3 separate regions of the Mus musculus genome follow, and regions 1 and 3 are each linked to region 2. The links are chromatin contacts, called in public Hi-C maps. All regions are on one chromosome and are shown on one strand. Each heading gives the region's core, a stretch centred on a gene start, on an enhancer-like site or on the middle of the called end of the contact. The rest is flanking DNA. Distances are from core to core; before and after follow the strand shown. Region 1 has its middle 65 kb from the start of Stxbp5l. Region 2 overlaps Stxbp5l (syntaxin binding protein 5-like). Region 3 holds the start of Stxbp5l (syntaxin binding protein 5-like).

Evidence for each region. Hi-C and Micro-C count contacts between places; a contact is called where the count stands out from the background.
Region 1: a Hi-C map of cerebellum shows a contact between it and region 2, with 1.9 times the contacts expected there. The contact joins two enhancer-like sites. A contact is called at or near these places in 1 of 484 Hi-C or Micro-C datasets (cerebellum) and 1 of 9 other capture datasets (embryonic stem cells).
Region 3: a contact with region 2 is called in a Hi-C map of cerebellum, with 2.1 times the contacts expected there. The contact joins the promoter of Stxbp5l here to the enhancer-like site in region 2. A contact is called at or near these places in 3 of 39 promoter capture datasets (embryonic stem cells, hippocampal neurons and liver), 1 of 484 Hi-C or Micro-C datasets (cerebellum) and 1 of 115 datasets of contacts at active chromatin or transcription factors (forebrain).

Annotation. Positions count from the first base shown.
Region 1 is chr16:37,448,290-37,451,451 of GRCm38.p6, reverse strand. No RefSeq gene overlaps it. Among named protein-coding and RNA genes, the nearest start is that of Stxbp5l, 65 kb to the right of the region's middle. Within about 2 kb of position 1,356, at least 5 of the 459 cell types and tissues checked have an H3K27ac peak or open chromatin away from gene starts, as enhancers often do. A contact at or near this core is called in cerebellum, where this site is marked.
Region 2 is chr16:37,107,807-37,111,070 of GRCm38.p6, reverse strand. Stxbp5l (syntaxin binding protein 5-like) reads left to right here. Exons shown (of 28, transcript NM_172440.3): 28 at 1-3,264. Among named protein-coding and RNA genes, the nearest start is that of Polq, 98 kb to the right of the region's middle. Within about 2 kb of position 1,595, at least 10 of the 459 cell types and tissues checked have an H3K27ac peak or open chromatin away from gene starts, as enhancers often do. A contact at or near this core is called in cerebellum, where this site is marked.
Region 3 is chr16:37,383,702-37,386,540 of GRCm38.p6, reverse strand. It overlaps Stxbp5l (syntaxin binding protein 5-like), which reads left to right and starts at 1,583. Exons shown (of 28, transcript NM_172440.3): 1 at 1,583-1,731; 2 at 2,836-2,839.

The sequences.
Region 1 (3,162 bases), core at 107-2,606, 340 kb before region 2:
AAATATTGACATTAAAAAATTCTAATTGTATTTGAGAGAAAGTGCTGCCCTGCTGAAGTCACACAGCATGCTATAATTCCACAAACCCCAGCTGGGCTTCAAGGCTAATCAGCAATCAAGCATGGTTGGTCCCCTGACCTAGATTTTGCTAAAAATCTCTCCTGAGACTGTCAAATGATTAATTATTAGATTAACACACCGAAGATTAATAGTGCCTCCTGGTTCCAGTGGTTTGCAAAGCTGATTTTAAGTATCCAAGTCCTTTTGGCATGTCTTTTGAAAGATTGCTGCTTTTTCTCCGCTGTTAAATTATTTTCTGTAGCTTCTGTGTATAACGGAAAGGTTAATTCTTGATTTTTTTTTTTCTATTGGGACAGTTAAAAAATTAAAAAGAACAGCTAGGTATGATTGCTTTATCTTTTTTTTTTTTTGAAGTTAAATAGAATATTTTGTATGCCATTAGGGTCCCATGAGATTTCCCTTGTTATCCTTGTTCAGGGCTTCTTTGGGCAGCCATGTTGTTGAGGCTTGATGGGTGGAGCTTCTCTGGTGTGTCTAGGAGATACAATCTCACAGGAGGCATCCTGTTCTTCTGGCTCTTATGCTCTCTCTGCCCTTTCTTCAAAGATGTCCCCAAGGCCCTGGTGTAGGGATTGTGTGTAGATAACTCAGCTGCTGCTGGACCCCGAAAGATTAGTTGTTTCTGCATTTTGGTTGGTTGTGGTCTTCTGTACTTGTCTCCATCTCTGTTGCAAAGGAAGAGAAGTGCATGAAAATAGACTTCCCCAGGGAAGATCCCCTAATTGATTATTCAATTGGTAGTAAAAATATTCTTATGAAAATAAATTGTTTTACAGACCTAAAATAAAACACATTTGTTTTTTCTCCTCGGAAAAACTAAGGTTTAAATAGTTGAACTATAGATTAGGATCATATGACATTAAAATGTCATACAGCATACATTTTTTTGACACAAATTAAGCTTACTTTATCCTTCCAAATGTTTGGGAAACAGGCAAAAGAAGCATTATTTCACAGACGAGGAAACCAAGACTGAGAAAGTTGAAAGATGTTTACAGAGGTGCATGGAATTTTCGCTATGGTGATTGACTTGAAATTACATTTTTAGACTCTAAGTTCTGTGGTTTCCTTAAAAAAAAATACCATAGCAGTCACCTCTCTTTTCCTTCCCTCTCCCAGAACCTGTTCTCCCTACTTTACCCAGTGTTCTTTAGGTGGACTGTTCAGAGAACATGCTCAGGCAGACATATTGAATTAAGAATTCTGGCCGTGCAAGCCTCCACCCTCCTACCCAAGTGAAAAAATCCTGGCAAGGCCATCTGTTTAGTCAGGCATTTGTCCAGTGGCTGTGGGAGGATCGACAACTACAGTGTCATGGATTCAGGTCCCAGAGAGTAAATATTGAAGCATGTGTTTGTTTCTGTACATGTGCCATAGGGCTTAGGGCTTAGTGCTGGGCACATCCTGAAGATGGAAACCCTAGTCATTGTGATCCCGCCAACCCTGGGCACTACGGCTGTACCTGAGCCTCACTTGAAGGAGAGCAACGATCATTTTGATGACTCATCTTCCCTCCCATTTGTGCAGTGCCTCTACCCAGCAGAAGCCCTGTTGATCCCCCTACCCCCACCCCACCCCACCCCTGCTCTGCCATCTCTCCCCCACCCCCCAAGGCCTAGCTTCTCTCATTCTTGCTCTCTGAGCTGTGCTTCTTCCTTCGAAGGAGCCCACTCTGGGTCTCCATGGTTCTGTACGACAGATTTATTTCAAGAACATGCTTGCATTTCTGTTTCTTTTTCCCCTTCAATATGGTGGGTCACCCCACTCTGTATATCAGTAGAAGCAAGTGATGGTTATCAAGGCTTTGTGGAGTAGGTTATGCATCAGATGTCATTGGGGAATATACAAAACAAATAGGAAGCTATATTATAAAATTTAGTTTGGAAGCTAAAGAACGTGTTTACCTAAGGGGGGAGAAAAAGTTATTAACTGGGTGTCCCAAATTAGGACAATCTCAAGAATAAATGAGTTGGGTGTGTCTCTGAGGAAGAAGAGACAGTGTCAAGTGGTGGTTTAGAGGCCATGTGACAAACCTTCCAATAAGAACGCAATCCAAAATTTAAATGTGTCTGCCCTGCCATTTCGTCTCAGAATTAACCTGACAACTGCCCTCAAATCAGCTTGACAAATTACCTAATTTCCCAAGTTCAGCATGTTAAAACACACTGGAATAAAGGAGTGAGTTTCAAAGAAAATGATTCATGGAGATTTTTAGAGAAGTGTTGGAGACAGTTTTTCAATTGAAGATTGATGTTTGTTTGAAGCCAGTAGCAAACATGGATCCAGAGTTTCTACTGATGCTAAAGGAAAGCAATATTGGGCGGTAGAGAGAATAAGGTACAGGGACTGGGAGGGGACTAGTCTCCTCCTTCACCATGTGAGTTTCCCTATATTCCTATATATTTCCTTTCTGATCTACCATCATCCTTCCCCTACAGATCCTATTCTCTTGAAATTCAGTCTCCCTGGTCTGTTTTCCAATTTCTATTCCTATCCAAGAATAAAAGAAGAGACCTGGAACTGTTATAACTTTTTAAAAAATTTTTAATAAAGTTCCATGTTATCAGCTATACAGAGTTACCTGTGCCCTCCTGTCTGGTCCTGAGCCTTGTGGAGTTCTACAGTAATTTTATCAGTCAACTTCTCATAAACAATCTATTCTATAAGAATGTTTCTTCCTCCTTTAATATATGACAACTATTATTTACTGAGTTTCTTATTCTTTCTGACCTAATGAGTTAAAAAAAAAACCCTCAAATTATATTATCTTCATTTTAGTGGTATTTGGTGGAAGACATGTATTTTTTTTTCTTTTTTAATATTTTTATTAGGTATTTTTCTCATTTACATTTCCAATGCTATCCCAAAAGTCCCCCATACCCTCCCCCCACACCCCTACCCACCCACTCCCACTTTTTGGCCCTGGTGTTCTCCTGTACTGGGGCATATAAAGTTTGCATGACCAATGGGCCTCTTTCCAGTGATGGCCGACTAGGCCATCTTCTGCTACATATGCAGCTAGAGACATGAGCTCCGGGGTACTGGGTAGTTCATATTGTTGTTCCACCTATAGGGTTGCAG
Region 2 (3,264 bases), core at 346-2,845:
GGAAGAGTGATAGTCAGCCTTGGCTGTATATAACAGTCATTTGAGATTTTTAAAATTCCAATGATTTCAAAATGTCTTAGACTGGGAAAGGAACTCAGTATTCTTGAAAGCTCTAAACATGGGTCCAGTGTCCAGCCAACCTTGGGTAACCACTGCTTTATGAACTGACTAAGAAAGACTCTTGCCTTCATTGGCTGATTCTTAGCCCCTTCCTAGGGACCGGGGAAGACAGAATGTAAAAGAGACAGTCTTATCTTGATTGGCATTTATTCTGTGACTCTCACAGAACAAAAGTGAGTGTACATTTCTAACCAGTCAACTCCACTAAGTCTTTGTAACTCTGTAATATTACTGTGTGACTTGATTTCAGTTATTTAAGTCAAGGATGTAAATTTTGACTGTCTTTTAGATAAGACACTAGAAATATCATAAAATCAGCAGTATAAAAGGCTAAATGGTAAAATTAATCTCAATATCTAGACATTGGAAATTCCCCAAAACACTCACTAAATCCTCTGAAGTTTATTAGGCACCCTTCTCCAGGAGCAGACATGTTGAGAGGCGCCTGCTCTGCTGTGGGTGTCCTGCTGGACCTGAGGTTAGCAAACAGGGAGAACAACTCTTCCTTGTTTTATTGCTATTCCTAAAGCTCCCAGGGCCACTTGAATTTGTTCTTTGACTTATGGGGTATGTGCATAAATGGAAAAATCATAATCTGAGAACAAGTGCCCTGAAAAAGTGCTCACACTCCAGCAAGAAAGAGTCCAGCCAGTGGGAGGCAATGACACAAAAACACTCCGAGTCCTCTCCCTCACGCCACTTCCCCTCTCATCTTGGCCCACTGTTCTCAACAGCAAAGCCAGAAGATGAACTAGGTGGTGGTTTTGGATAGTTGTACACAGTATCAAAAATCTCTAATAACCTATCACGTTTAGTACTGAATTATGCGATGTTTTACTCTAGGAAATAACAGACAGGTGACACCATTGATGAATCTTTCTCTCATCTTCAGAATTTTTGCATCTTTTCAGAAAAGGACAAATTACTATTTTTCTGTTGCATTCAGCAATTGTGACTATACCTAAAATTCTTGTAGTCTGTAGAGATATCAATAAAATTGTATATGTTTGTACATAGATGCTCTCTTATGTCATGATGTCATATACTAATGATTTTTGCCAAGATTAAATATATAGAGGTAAAACATTCATTTGCAAAGTGTTAACTGTAGTTTTACCAAGAATGGATGTTTTTAAAAGACATGGAGGGGATGAAGAGAACACACTGAATTGAGCAAAAAGCAGAAAACAAAATCTAAGTTCCCTAGATGTATACAGATTCTGTTTAAATTTATGGATTGACTCGGGTTAGAAATACCTATTCAGATTTTCTATCAAATTGCAGACATGTGTAAGAGTTTAGTGAAAATTTAAAGACAAACTGTAAGGCTATTGATTAACTGGGACCTGCGGTGGAATAAATATAAAGGCAAACTTGATAACAGTGCCCACAAGACACTGTGGTGGTGCAAGGACTTACACCTCAGGGTGGCCTTGACCGCCTTCCTGCTTTTACAGCTCAAGCTGGAAGAATGAGTCTGCTGTGAGTTTATGCTTCCATCTAGTGGTCATGGAATCCTCTGATTTGCTCTGCTCTCACCAGCTGGTTGATTCTCCTTCTGGTATTTTCCTATATGGTGGCCTTAGCCAACTGATCGTATTCTTCTTCCAAAGTTCTAATTATCTTAGGAAAATTCTTCCTCCACCACAAGCTTTCTTCTATAGCTGAAAGGAACGACAACTAGCCTTGGGCTAAAAAATACTTTTGAGTAAAAGAAAAAGGTATAGGGCCTTTTAAAATATAAATGCTAGTCTCTATTTCAGATCTGTCTCAGCAGAATCAGTTTGTCTTTCTGTGATGACAACATAAGTCCACAAAACTCTGTTCTCCATTTTCTTCTGCTTCCCCCCCCCCCTCGTCTCCCTTCCTCTGTCATTCCGTTCCTGCCTCCCCTGCTCCCTCACTCCCATTCAACAGGACTTCCTTCCTCAAGCCGCTCCTGCCATCTGCTCTATTTAAAGGGCAAGCCCAGCACTGGGGCAGGTTAGCAGTGGCAAGCTCACATAGAAGTGGGTACCACAGGGGTGAAGTAAGAGGTGCACCCACAGAGCTGAGCGGGGGGAGGGGCAGCTGAGACTTCCCTGGTCAGTGACCTTGGAATTTGAGGTCGTCTTTGAAGCAGGGCAGAGGCAACCCCTTTGGTTCTGGAGGGTGGCCACATTCAAGGAATTGAGCATTTAAATAAATTCATTGAGGACATGGGAGCCAAGTTTCTCACAGAGACTGCAGAAGGGTATACAATTAAAAGAAAAACCTAAAATGCTTTAAATTTTGGTGCTTCTACATATAGCACGGTAACTGGGGCTGTAACTTTTATGCTCAAAATGGATAAAGAAGAGGACTTTTAAGTGTTCCACCACAAAGAGGTGACAGTTGAGGGGGTGATTATGCTAAGGATGTACAGGACTATCAAATATTCCCTGTCAGTATAGTTATTATGTCTCAATTTAAAATAATAAAACTTCTTAAAGAAGAAAAGGTAGGAAAACTCTTGTAATGTCGAATACAATTGGTTATCAGTGTGAACATGATTGTCCATATATATATATATACATATATATATATACTATACATATTTATATAATTGTATCTATATAAATAGCTATATACATAGATACACATATAAATATATATTATATGTGTGTGTATGCATGCTGAAAAGGTGTGTATATGTTGTATATAAATATTTCCTAATTCTGAACACTGAATAGACAGAAAGATACAAAGCAATCAAGACAATTAATGCTGGATTATGATTTCCAAGTATTCTTTCCTGCTAATGGGCTAGAGCATCATGAAGAGTGACTGGTTCAATTCTGGAATATAGTCTGTATCAGAAGGTGAAGTATTCGATGAAAGATAGCTACGTTTCAGAAGCACTCAAAAACAGCTTGAAAGAGCTTACACAGGCCAAGTCAAGGATAATTTAACTATAAAACATAGTAATAGAATAAAATAGGAACCCATGAATTCACACTGATAATAAGTAAATATGGAAGAGAGAAAGTTATTCACACAATCAAATGCCAGCTAATAAGTGTAAATGGAATTTAAAAGTTGCTGTTAGATAACCATTGTTATAATATGTTGGGCGGTATATACCAGTTAGTGCTCAAGCTAATGGGGTGAAGTAGGATCTCAGTA
Region 3 (2,839 bases), core at 334-2,833, 280 kb before region 2:
TTGGAAATGAACAATGGGCCAGAAAGGAAAAAAAAAAAAAAAAAAAAGGCAACAGGAGACAGCAAAAGACAGGTATTGTTAGGTATCTGATATAGGATTTAGAAGCACTTCAAGATCCAGTTTATAACACATATGAAATTTGTTTCCATACTTATTTTTCACTCCTCCCAAGCATGATAAGTTAGATATCATCTCATAAATCTTTATCTTATAGCCAGTAACTAATCCATTGTCTAAAGCCCTTTGAATGCTCTTTCTAAGAGAAATACTGTGCCAGGTACTAAATTAACTAGAAGCACAAAGTTCTACTCCTTAATGGTTATTAAGAAAATCACTATCTGGGTTTGACCGTGAAAGTGTGAGAGGGTTACAAAAAGAAGTGCTGCAAGTGTTAAGGAGTAGAACATTCAAAATGAGAATGTGAATACCGAGCTGAGTTTCCGAAAATCTGAGCGCGATTTGATCGCCATGGTTTCTTTGCTATTTGCCTGAGTAATTCATAAGGCATTCAAGTCTTCCCTTTCTCCCCTCTCATCTCTGACAGAGAAAGGGATGGGTCTGGAAGTGGTGTTTCATACCTAAGATGTAGGACAGTAAATATTTGGGACGATTTCTAATGATCCCTGTTGCTTAGATTAAAGTGTACAGTTAGTTATGGACCTTGAGCCTTTTACCAAAAGCCAGTCAGGGCTCAGAACTACATCACCTTCTTCACAATGGTGCGATGTTTCTTTTTCCTGTATGGAATAGAGTATTTTCCAAAATGATTCAAATGAGAAAAAAGCTTAAGATGCATCTTGTCATGATTTGAGAGAAATGTTTCCTCAAAAATTTAATTTGTCTATGTGGAGAAGGGGAACGCTGGTCTATTTCCATAGGCTGTATAAAGTAGGCAAATCATTTCCTTAAGATTTGGAAGCCAACATTTCCACCGAAAACCAATTCATTTTGGTACAGATGACTTAATGGAGAGAACTAACAGTTTGTAGGGATTATTTACAAATCTACGTTCAACGCATATAGCAGGGCAGCGAGATCGTCTATTAGATGCACCTGGCCCTGGTGAGCAGAAATAGATTCAAGGGGTGCTGGGGGGTGGGGGAAGGCTGCAAAATAAGCCCGGTCCAAAAGCCGGGTCCACAATACAGTCCAGAGCACGACCTAAGGTAACCCTTTCTGCAGCCTGGGACTCCCGGAGCGCAAGTTCTCAAGCTTGCAAGCATTCTATTGATTCACACTTGCGTCCTTCAACAGGTAGCACCAATTACAGCCCCCAAAGCACGGCGCCAAGGCATACTGGCTAGTATGGCTGTCAATCAAATACATCACCTACTTTCCTAAATGATCCCCTCCTCCTGTCACTGGCTTTTTCTCTGACCTATCCCCAAACTTCTTTCCTGCCTGGAATCCCTAAGACTTAGGTCAGTGGAGCTTGTGATTGGCGAGAGGATGTCCCGCCCCCCTGGTGCCCAGAGTGCCCCGCCCCCGGCGCGAGAGTCTGGGAGGGAGGAGGGTGCGGGCCGACTGGGGCGGGGCCTACCTCCCACGGCGGGGGCGGAGCCTGAGACAGACCCGCCCGCTCGGTTAGGACCTCGGAGAGCGCCAGGCACCAGGACCAGAGGGACCCGAGAAGCGGCCGGATCCGGGCTGGACCTTCGCCCGCCTGTGAGCCTGCAGCCTCCGCGCCCTCCGCCTCACGGGCTGGCCGGCGGCTAGTGGCGTCTGAGGAAGGTGCTAAGTCTGGGGTCCCCAGGGACACCCGTGCTGTCCCATCGCGGCTTGCCCTCACACCTGTGCGCACGCCTGTGTGTGTGTGTGTGTGTGTGTGTGTGTGTGTGTGTGTGTGTGTGTGTGTGTGCCTGTGCAAGAGGGAGAGCGCGCCCGCGCAGCTGTCTGAGGTGCGTGTGGCTTCCCGGCTGTCTGTGAGGGCTCCAGGGCTCGTAGCCCGCGGTGGTAGCCTCAGCGCCCTGCTTGGCTGGGAGGGAGCGAGAGAGCCAGCTCTGCGCGCCCCGCAGGCTGAGGCGGGACTCGGGCCGCAGGCGTCACCGCCTCACATCCCCCGGAGAGCCGCTGCTGTGCAGAGGGGGAGCCGGGCGGGGAGGGGACACGGGAGACCAGAGGCGGGAGAGGGGCAGAAGAGAGGAGCTGGGGACAGGTGGAGGCAGGCGGTCCCCGCTCGCCCCTCCCGTCGGCTGTGGCCGTGAGTCACCGCAGATGTTTTGGGGTCTAGGTTTTTGGGTATATGGGATGGAAAAAAGCCATTTTTTTTCCTGTCCCCTAGTTTCTATTGAGAAAAAGGAAGCTTTGAAGATGATGGGATTGTGTGGGGGGGAGCCCCAAACATGGTGGAAGAGTAAATACTGGTTCCCCTACAACATCGTTTTTTCCGATAATAAAAATTTATGAGTTGACCCTGAAGAAGGAAAGCCCCCCTTTCAGAACAGTCCATAGGGTCTTGGTCTGTTGGGCTCTGGTTTGATTGTATAATAATGATGATATAATGCTAATGACGATGATGACACGGCCTTTTATTTTTACCCCAGTGCTGATAAAGCATAGCTACAGCTGGGGATAAAGCCCTTGAAAATCTGAATGTGCGAAGGAAGGAATACTGTTGCTCTTGGAGTTGTGTTCTCTTTATCTTATAAAGATATCCCTTTTAAAGTTAAAATTTGAGGACATGAAGCCCGAACCCCTCTTCCCCGTCGATTACATCCAATGCTCATAAAATGGGGACTAGCTACTCCTGCCTTGACTAATGAAAAGATAGAGGCTTTTGCCCCGTAAAATTCCATGTTTGTGACCACTTCTCTTTTCCTTTTAATTTTTCGACAGTGTT